Linked DNA regions of Mus musculus: region 1 is linked to region 2. The links are chromatin contacts, called in public HiChIP or PLAC-seq maps. All regions are on one chromosome and are shown on one strand. The core of a region is the stretch at or near the end of the contact, and the rest is flanking DNA. Distances in the headings are between cores, read along the strand shown. Region 1 overlaps Ube2o (ubiquitin-conjugating enzyme E2O). Region 2 overlaps Srp68 (signal recognition particle 68).

Region 1 (4,790 bases), core at 1,301-3,800, 320 kb before region 2:
TATATAAGGTTAAAGCAAGGTGCAGGACTAAGTGGCTCTGAATTGCATTTTATTCAGATAGAATCACAGCTTGGAGACTCTTAACAGCTGTCTTGTGATTTTATTTTGTCCCTTGATTTTTCTCTCTTCTAACTCCTTGGCCTTGAGGCCACAATTGTGTCTCTGTGTGGTAATTCCCTTACTCAAGGGCACTTTGGCCAGATGAGGGATGTGTGTTTGTATTGCAATTGGAAGTCAAAACCCTTGGGTGCTCCCATGGCTGGCACTTGCTCTGCTTGACCTTGGCTGAGTCACTGCCTCAGCGCTAGCTCTTCACTGGCAGGTTAGATACGTGTCTCTAGCCCCTAGAGTGAGCCTGCACTGGTAGAGTGGTCAGCAGGACAGTCCCACTTGTGCCTGGGATGGCCTCTTGGTCCTGATGCTCAGAATATCCCTTTTCTGTCTCATGGTGGGGCCACAGCAAAGAGGCACCTTGGAAAGCTTGTTTTGGTGACATGGGAATTCCTAACTCCTATGTCATAGGGTGGGAGTAGTGGTGACAGGTGTGACTTGGGAGCCTTTTCCAGCAGTGCTCATGAGATCTCATGACTTTGTAAGTAATTTAGTAGTCGCTAGTTAATGTAGCATCTCCAGGAGCAGGCAGAACAGATGGCTACACAGATAGGTACTCAGCTGGCCCTGTGGCTCCCCGGGTCTGGAGATGGTCATTACTGGCAGTGGCGGCAGCCACGGTTATTTTTGAGCTAATAGTCTCACTGTAGTACTGGCTACCCTGAAACTCAGATCTGTGTAAGCATGCAGACCAGACTGGCCTCTGCCTCCCCAAAAGCTATGATTAAAGGTGCGCTTCACCACGTGGCTGGAAGACTTCTTTTGAAGTTCCCAGAGAGAGGTAATAGATGAATCCTAAGGGTCGGAATGATGCATTGTCCTAGGATCACAGCTCAAACCCATCACGGTTGTTGTGCCCCAGGCACTTAGTGCTGTACTCTGTGCTCATGGCAACTGTCTGATCAAGATGCGGTTACTGACCTTGGCGTTCAAAAACACTATTTCTGGGGAACCTTTGATTGCCTAGAATGTTGAGTGAATAGAGCACTAGCCTGCCTCAGTCCAGCACCGACCTACCAAGGGCCGCCTTCCACTGCTAGAAGCAAGAGGGCTTCTGTATCCCTGAAAACTGTCAATAGTGGGACTCCAGCCTGACCTGCTGTCCCCTGCTGCTGGGAATGCTGACTCATGAATCAGGGCCAAGAGCGATTCCTTGGGAAGCCTGAGCTCTGCCTCAGTCCCTTCCTCCCTCTGGCCTGTGGTCTGTTTTCTGCTTCAGGACATGCAAGGTGTTTCGTGCCTTCCCTGCTTCATTGATGGCCTTGCTTTTTCCTTTCTCATTTTTGTTTGATCAAGAACTTTCTCTTTTATTATTTTACACAACATTGGGCCTCATGGAATTCCCTGGAACCTATTTGGGGCCCACGTTTTTTAAAAAGAAGTACAAGTATCATGTGTAATGTGAATGACTGTGGACACGTGACAGTGTCAGCTGCCTCTGTGATCCCCTCAGAGTGGGAGTCAGGACAGTTGTGGGTTTCTCCCAGAACAACATGATCTAAACTCCTGTTAGGTCCGTGGGAACTTTGAGACCCTGGTCTGTGACTAGCCTCTTTCTTGGGACTGCTAATCAGGCCTGACAGTCTAAAGTGAGGAAATGGCCCTTGGGAAGGTGTAAGAGCATCCAGCTCAGGCGCTGTCACTGTCCTTTCTCAGTAGGAGTTTGGTAGTTTTGATTAGCTCCTTCCTCAGACTTTGTCTAATGGCCTGGGGTAGGGGGGTCAGGAAGGGAAGGGGGCAGTGGTGGAGATGTACGTCAGTGCTGCAGCAGCCCCAGTGCTGCAGCAGCCCCGGAACATTCTTTTGCTGAGCAGTAGTGCCCTTTAGAACCCCTCCGGACCTGACATCTCAGCCTGCCCCGGGGTCTGTTAGGAACCACCCGATGTGTGGTTGGCTATATGGGGAAGAGCCAAGTGCTTACTGGAATTTTTTTGTAGATCAGAGTAAAATTGAATCACATTAATGGCTGTCTGAATTTATCTGTTCCAAGGTTATTTGTCCTTCAACTCAGGGTGACCGTGTTGAATGAAGCCTTGGTCACGTGTGTCCAGGTTGTCAGAGTCCTCCACATAACCGGTGGCGTTCTTCCAGGGGAGGATAAGTCAAAGCAAGATTTCATGATTTAATTGACCTTTGGTCTTCCGTCTGGCCCCTCACAGTGGGGAGGGGCTCCGCCCCTCCCTTCCAAGGACCCCGTGGGCAGTAACTGTGAGATGGCTCCCCTTAGGGGTTAGATCTCGCTGGTTGTGTATGTGACTGGGCAGTCAGTTTGCTTGCCTGTTTTGAAAGACTGCAGCAGCAGCATTTGCTGTTCTACAGCTGGGCCACGGGACTGAGACACTTGCTTTGTCATTTTTGGCTCAAGCTGATAGCAGCCACATCTGGGGGACAGTCTGACTATGGCAATTTAAAGGTTTTTTTAAAAAAAATAAGATGCTGAGTCATCTGAGAGGCTGGGGAGAGCCAGTCAGCCCTACCCAACCAGAAAGCTGAAGATGGGCTAGCACGGACAGATTTCCTGCAGGCTCCTTCAGAGAAAGCCTCCTTCGTTTGCATACTGCAGCTAGAGCCTGGGTTCTGGCAGTCCTTCTGCCTGGCTCATCTCTGAGCCGCTTGTGAGAGCCTCGACTGGGATGTATGTGCAGGGTTTCTGAAGCAGCCTGGATGGCCTTCTCACCCAGTGCGTTTGCTGGCCCCTGAAGGGAAGTTCTACAGGAACACAACTGTCTGTCTCCTAGAACATCAGGCTTGGCGTATGCGGTGCTAGAGGCGTCCTGGATTTGTCTGCTTCTGCTTCATGTCTTAAGGGGCATAGAGGGCCCTGAAGGTTGATGACATCATCTTCTGGCCAGGGAGGAGAGCTTCTCCTGGCCTCGGGGACATCCCAGTCCTGGGCTGGTGGAATTGGTTGTCTGCCTCCCATTTCCTCATGACCCCTCACCTTTGGCCTTCCATCTGGCCTGTCACACTGCATATGATGGCTCCCCGGAGGTTGTAAGTGACTAGGAAATTTCTGGTCACCATATTTGCTGACTGTCTTAGTCACTGGACCTTTGATGCTATTTAATGCAGACAACTCAGCTCTCTTATTTTTGACATTTATTTTGTGTTTATATGTTTGTGGGCACATGTGTGCCATGAAAAGCATTTGAAGGTCAGAGAACACCTTGTGAGTTCTCTTCTACCTTACATGTTAGAAATCGGACTCTAAGGTTGTCAGACTCGGCAGCAAGCCCCTTTACACCTTGAGCCATCTCCGCAGCCTGAGCACCCACGCCCTAAGGCTTTATCTTAAAGGAATTGGGTTCTTCCCTTTATATCTGACTTACCTTTTTTTTTCTTTTTTTCTTCTCATTTTCTTCCCTAGAAGCCTTGCTCAGCCTCTCCTTCCCTCCCCTCGGCTCCCGTTTCCTCTTTTCTCTCCCTCCCTGGGTTCTGAGCACGTGTGGTACCTGCACCTGGATGAGTGCCTGCCACGGCTGCATCACTGTCCTCGTTGCCTGGTGTACATTCTACCAAGCCATCTAGCACCTCAGACTTCGTGGTGTAGCCTTGTGCTATGACTGCCCTCCCCTCCCCAGGTCTGTGGGATTCAAAACACGCCCCCGACTTTTTAATAGGAAAACATTGCAGACGTCCAGAAAAGCTGAAGAAGTAGACCACTGATAACTAATTGCCAGCCACCGTGAGTCAGCAACCTTTGTCACTCTGCCATCTGGCTTCGTCTGTGTATGTGAAAGTGAGTCCTTGGAAGCCACTTGTGAGTTAGGTGCAGACACGATGGCAGTGCACCCTGAGTGCTAAAGCTCGCAGCTTCTGACAGTCAGAATGCTGCCACTGCTAGGAGGTCCTCTTGGACTTTGACCTCTTTGCCATCAGTGTCTGGTTGAGCCACCTGCTCCCTGGGCTTGCCTTTGCTTTTCTCCCATGGTTATTTACGTGGGACTGAGCCATGGCCTCATACATGGTAGGTGGATGACCTCACACACCTCGTCCTTACTTTGGGTTCTGAGACAGGGTCTTACCCCAGGCTGGCCTTGAGCTCACTAGAGTATCGCCTGCTCACTCCATTTCTGGAGTAGTTGGCACTACAGACCTGCAGCACCAGGCCTGGCTGCTCTGCTCAGTTCTTCCCTACAGCCTTGGCTTGTTCTTTTCCTGGTCTAGAGTGACATGTCCTAGGGATCCTGTCTTCAGGTCCATCCCAGTTGTCTTGCTACTGATGACTTACACCCTCAGACCAGCCTTTCCCAGTTGTCTGCATCCAGTTTGACAGCTTCCCCCAGTTGACAAGTGCCTCCCTCCAATGTCCTGTGGCTCACTGGCATTCCTTCTTGTGCAACAAGGGTAGCAAAAGAGCTGTGTGTGCAGATTCCTGGGAAACATGATGACCGACCTGCGCTTATTCCTTCAACTCATTCATGAAGGAGTCTTCAGTGTTCATCATCTTTCTTTCTTTTTGTGTGCTGCGAATCCACCCAGGGCCTTCCACAAACTGAATAAACACTGTGCTACTGAGCTGTCTCTGCAGATGCCCTCCATCTGCAGATGTTTCATGGTGCTGGAGCTGTGGGCCCCTTCCTTACCTGCCCCTCATGTCAGCCCTTCTCCATTCTTGGTTGACAGATTGACCATGCCCAAACCGGGTTCCTTTGAAAGCACTATGAAGAATTACTCCA
Region 2 (4,943 bases), core at 768-3,267:
ACTGTAGCTGTCTTCAGACATAACAGAAGAGGGCATTGGATCCCATTACAGATGGTTGTGTAATGGTGATTGCTCAGGCCCTCTGGAAGAGCAGTCAGTGCTCTTAACCACTGAACCATCTCTCCAGCCCGCTCCCCCCCACCCTTTTTTTTAAAGGAAAGAAACAACAACAACCAAACCCCCTTTCTTTATTTCCTTATCTTTTTTTCTTCTGAGCCTCTCTCTCAGGTTGGGTGAGACTTGGTTCCTATCCCCATGATTCTCCTGTGGGTGTGGTGGAGAGAGAATGTGGCCAGGCTTGCCTGTGTGTCTCTTAGTCACACACCACCATCTCCCCAAGATTCCTGTCAGCCAGTGAAAACAACCCAGCAGTGTCTATAATAGGGGGAGACACTGTGGTGCCGTGTCCCTGCACTGGCTGGCCCAGAGGAGTTCCGTTGATTGATTGAGATGAGCAGGCAGGTCATCATTTCCAAGCTCTAGACACTGCCATTGGCACACCGGGAACAGGGTCCAGTGGGCCACATGTTTCTATGCAGGGAGTGTGCCATTGAGTACTGGCTCGGTAGCAGATGTGGCAGGCTGGGATGTGGAGTGCAGTCCTGCCCCTGCATGTTGAAAGGCGTGTCTCCCTGTGGGAGTCACCTTGGCATCAAGTATAGGTTCTAGAGTAAATGAGAGCCGTAAATATATGAAGACTTCCTGTTTGGAGACATTTTGCCCTAGGCAGGAAGATCCGTGGCAAGTTCTCAGATACTGGTGGTCTCTGAGTCACTCAGCATTGTGGGTGGCACGTGGAAAACATCCCACTAAGTCCTTCCCGTCAGACATAACCTTTTCCTTGGTTGTTGTGGAATATCTTCATAAATCCTTACTGAGACATAGAATGTGGGGGAGCATCGGAAGTTTGTCTTCAGCGCTCTGGTGCCGAGGCGACCGCAGAGGCAGTGACGAGGCTTAGCGTTCTGGCATCCTTTGATTTTTTTTTTTTTTTTTTTTTTTTAATAGTAGAGAATAGAGTTTATTCAGGGCACTGTGAGGGGAGTTGAGGGGGTAGTAGAGACAGAAAGGCAGAGAGAGAGTAGAGGAGTAGAGGCCAGCTGTGAGCAGTGGAGGGGGATGGAGGAGGAGAGGAATGGAGGGGGGAGCAGGAGGAAGAAAACAGAGAGCAAGAAGCCAAGAGTGCATCCTCTGATTTTAAATGTGAACTTTTCCTACCGATAGGAGGGAAGACAGATCCTCATTTACTGCCCACGGCCAGACAGCTCAGCCCCGCCCACCTGAAGCAGTGCTGCTGCGGATTTGTGGGTTCTAGGGCTGACCCTTTCTGCGGTGGCTCCACAGGGGTTTACCTGTCTTACTCGGTTTTCACAGTTCCACTGGAACCTCAGAGTCTGATTCGGTGAGGAAAGGGAGTCTTCTCTGGAGTCACAGCAGACAGGACAGCACCTTGCTGTGTTTGTTCTATGTAATGTACCATGGTCCCAGCAGTCCACACTGATGCCCGCTGCATGGCCGACCTCGGCTAGAGCAGCTGTCCATCCTGACGTCTGTTGGACAGCAGGCACTGCTCTGGTGGGAAGTGAGCTAGCTGATGGGGTGGTGTTTGCCTTCAGGGTACCGGAGGCCATGGTCCTGATTTGTTTCCCAAGTTAGTAAGGGACAGGAAAGTCAGGTGGCCCGTAAGTGGCAGCGTCTGTGTGGTATGTATGGGGCAATTTACAGTTATTTCCTTACACTAGAATGTAGGGAAAACACAAGAGATCTTCAGAAATTTTTATCTGGGCTCCTTCTCCTCTCACAGGAGTGGAGGGTGTTCTGGGCGGGCTTCTGTGGTCCTGAGAGGCCAGTTGAAGGCTGGTGTTTTTCAGGCTGCCTGTTAGTTCTGTGGAAAGTCAAACATGACCGTGGAATGCTAACGCTTTCACTTCAGTGGGTCTGCTCGCCGGTGGCACAGGGCCATCTGCTTCCTGCCTTTTGTGGCTTCCCTGCTCAGTCAGGTTCTTTCGGTTGGAAACATGGTGTGGCAGGCATTCAGTTAATGAGTCACTTTGTGGTTTATCGAGCAGTGTAGTGAGGGTGACACCTAGTACTGGGCGAATACTGTCGCCTCTTTCTTGTCAACCATTTCTGCCCAGAAGTTGTTCTCAAAGAGTTGGCCATGTACAACAATGGACCCAGAATGTCTAGAGAAGACAATTTAGTCTTATATTTAGGAGAAATATCTTCTTGGTTGGATATTGATTAGAAATTTCTGTCTTTTGCTCGAATCTGAAAGAAACCAGAAACTGCAGGTTGGCTCAGATTGTAAAGGTTTGCATACGGCACCTCTGAGCCATGCGATGCCGTGCCTCCTCCAATCTGCTCAAAACAGTCTCTTGCTCCATTTTGCCACTGTGTAGGCTGAAAGTGAAGAAACGAAGGAGCGTCTGTTCGAGTCCATGCTGAGTGAGTGCCGAGACGCCCTCCAAGCCGTGAGGGAAGAGCTCAAGCCCGATCAGGTCAGCCCATCTCCTGTCCTCCCCCAGTCTGAGCTGTCCTCGGGGTGCTCCCAGGGGTCATCACTGGGCCTTGGGCCATTTGTAGATGTGATCAGCTTGTAAGCAGTAGAGGCCTCTGGGCTCCGGTTCACACTTCATACTTCATTCTCTGGCCATTCTTGAGTCATCCAGTGGTCTCAGCCCCTTGTCTCCAGGGGCACCGCCTTTCCTAATGGTGCCTTACTGAGGTCCTTCCCACTTTATACCACACCCTAGAGTCTCCCTCCCTCGTGTGTGTCCCCTACAGATGATCCCACTACCTCAGCCTGTGGAGGGCTGGGATTTTTTTTTTTAAAGATTTATTTATTTATTATATGTAAGTACACTGTAGCTGTCTTCAGACACACCAGAAGAGGATGTCAGATCTCATTACAGATGGCTGTGAGCCACCATGTGGTTGCTGGGATTTGAACTCGGGACCTTCGGAAGAGCAGTCAGTGCTCTTACCCGCTGAGCCATCTCTCCAGCTCCTGAGAGCTGGGTTTACAGAAGCTGAAGCCATGACTAGTTTCTACCTGTTCTTAAGTAGCATTTTAACGTAGACTGAGATGGCTCTAAAGGTGAGGTGGTGCACACCTGTAGTTGTAACATTCTGTAGACAGAGGCAGGAGGACTGCAGTTTAGTAATTGAAAAACACTTAAATATTCCCACCCAGAGTCTCTTCTACCACATGCAGTAACATCTCCATGGATGCTGGAGGTCAAGGATGTGGGTGGCTTAGGGTACTGGTCACACCAGGCATACAGGGATGGTAGAATTTGGGTCTACAGCAGGGAGGCTATGGTCTCAGAGCCGACAGTGGAGCTGTGGTCTCGCTGCTTTTTTTGTTTTGTGGTTCACTGCACATTGAACCTAGGACTTTGTGCATGCTGGGAATGTCTTGTGGGTTTTTAAAAAAACTAGTTTAAGCCAAGATCTCACTAAGTTCCCAGACTGTAATTAAACTCAGGCTCTTCCTGTCTCAGTCGCCTATAGCCAAAACTGCAGGGGGGTGTGCCACACCTGACAGAACTGTCTGACTGTTGAGTTGGGGACAGAACAGGAAGCCTCAGCTGGCTGTTGTCAGCTTTCTGTCAGTCAAGGCCAGGTGTTGGCTTACAGTGGCAAAGGGGTAATCTTGTCCTTCTGTTAATGGATTCCTGGGGGCATGACAGACCCTTTTTTTTGAGTTTTTTTTGTTTTTTTTGTTTTTTGTTTTTTGTTTTTTTTGAGACAGGGTTTCTCTGTGTATCCCTGGCTGTCCTTGAACTCACTCTGTCACTCTGTAGACCAGGCTGGCCTCGAACTCAGAAATGCACCTGTCTCTGCCTCCCAAGTGCTGGGATTAAAGGTGTGCACCACTGCTGCCTGGCATGGCAGACACTTGATAGACTTTGTGGCTCTGGGGAGAGAACTTTATGGCCCATTGTATGGAAGGGCACTGAGAGCCAAGGCCGAGTTTTACTTTATACCTTTTTTACCTTTTCAGAAGCAGAGAGACTATGCCCTTGATGGAGAGTCTGGGAAGGTGTCAAATCTCCAGTACCTGCACAGGTGAGTTTGACTTTTGTGTGTGTTTATATGCATTTACATTTTTAAATTTTAATTTATATATACAGTTGCCTGCATGCATATCTGTGCACCACATGTGTCCCTGCTGCTCCTGGAGGCCAGAAGAGGGTGTTGGGTGCCCTGGAACTTGAGTTACAGATGGTTGTGAGCTGTCATGTGGGTGCTGAGACTCTAACCCTGGTCTTCTGCGAGAGCACCTAGGGCTCTTAAGCACCAGTCTAACTCTTGAGCCCTTCTGTTCCTTTTTGTTTGCTTGTTTATTTGAGGCAGAGTCTCTCTACATAACCCTGGCTATTCATTGTGTAGACCAGGCTAGCTTCAGATTCATAGAGATCCTCCTGGCTCTGCCATGTCCTCCTACAGGAGGTGCCCAGGTGAGTGGCAGCGCCTTCCCCGCCAGTCTCTCCTCTCAAGCCAGTCCTTGGCTGCAGCCTTGCTTTTGGTTTTTGTTTCTCTCTCTCTCTCTCTGCGTGTGCGTGCGTGCAAGTGCAAGTGCAAGATCTCACTGCTAGCCTAGGCTGGCCTCTAACTCTTATAACTCCTTGTGCCTCGGTCTTGAGCATGGTGGAATTTGAGGTATGAGCCACCACAGCCAGCCTCTGGCAGTGACCTTGGAGCATCTGTGACCTAGGGCTCACTCCCTACAGCTCCCGAGCTCTGCAGTTCATGTCACTTTCACGTAATCATTTCAGCTCAATTGAATTCCACCTGCAAGCCTCCGAGTGAGAGAGACCAGGGTCTGCCTGCTTCCTCTGAGCGAGCGAGCACTGGACACCCTGTCTGCTCAGTGGCCGATTCGCTCTCCCCTGTGTTTGCTGCCACTGCTGTACTTGTGCAGTAACACAGTAGTT

What was found. HiChIP or PLAC-seq counts read pairs in DNA pulled down with a chosen protein or histone mark.
Region 1: a FOXA1 HiChIP or PLAC-seq map of pancreatic cancer cells shows a contact between it and region 2. The contact joins two enhancer-like sites. A contact is called at or near these places in 1 of 115 datasets of contacts at active chromatin or transcription factors (pancreatic cancer cells) and 2 of 9 other capture datasets (adipose tissue and embryonic stem cells).

Annotation. Positions count from the first base shown.
Region 1 is chr11:116,571,086-116,575,875 of GRCm38.p6, reverse strand. The region is part of intron 1 of Ube2o (ubiquitin-conjugating enzyme E2O); the gene reads left to right. Among named protein-coding and RNA genes, the nearest start is that of Ube2o, 8.0 kb to the left of the region's middle. Within about 2 kb of position 2,550, at least 93 of the 459 cell types and tissues checked have an H3K27ac peak or open chromatin away from gene starts, as enhancers often do. A contact at or near this core is called in pancreatic cancer cells, where this site is marked.
Region 2 is chr11:116,251,860-116,256,802 of GRCm38.p6, reverse strand. Srp68 (signal recognition particle 68) reads left to right here. Exons shown (of 16, transcript NM_146032.3): 9 at 2,403-2,501; 10 at 4,010-4,074. Among named protein-coding and RNA genes, the nearest start is that of Evpl, 16 kb to the right of the region's middle. Within about 2 kb of position 2,017, at least 134 of the 459 cell types and tissues checked have an H3K27ac peak or open chromatin away from gene starts, as enhancers often do. A contact at or near this core is called in pancreatic cancer cells, where this site is marked.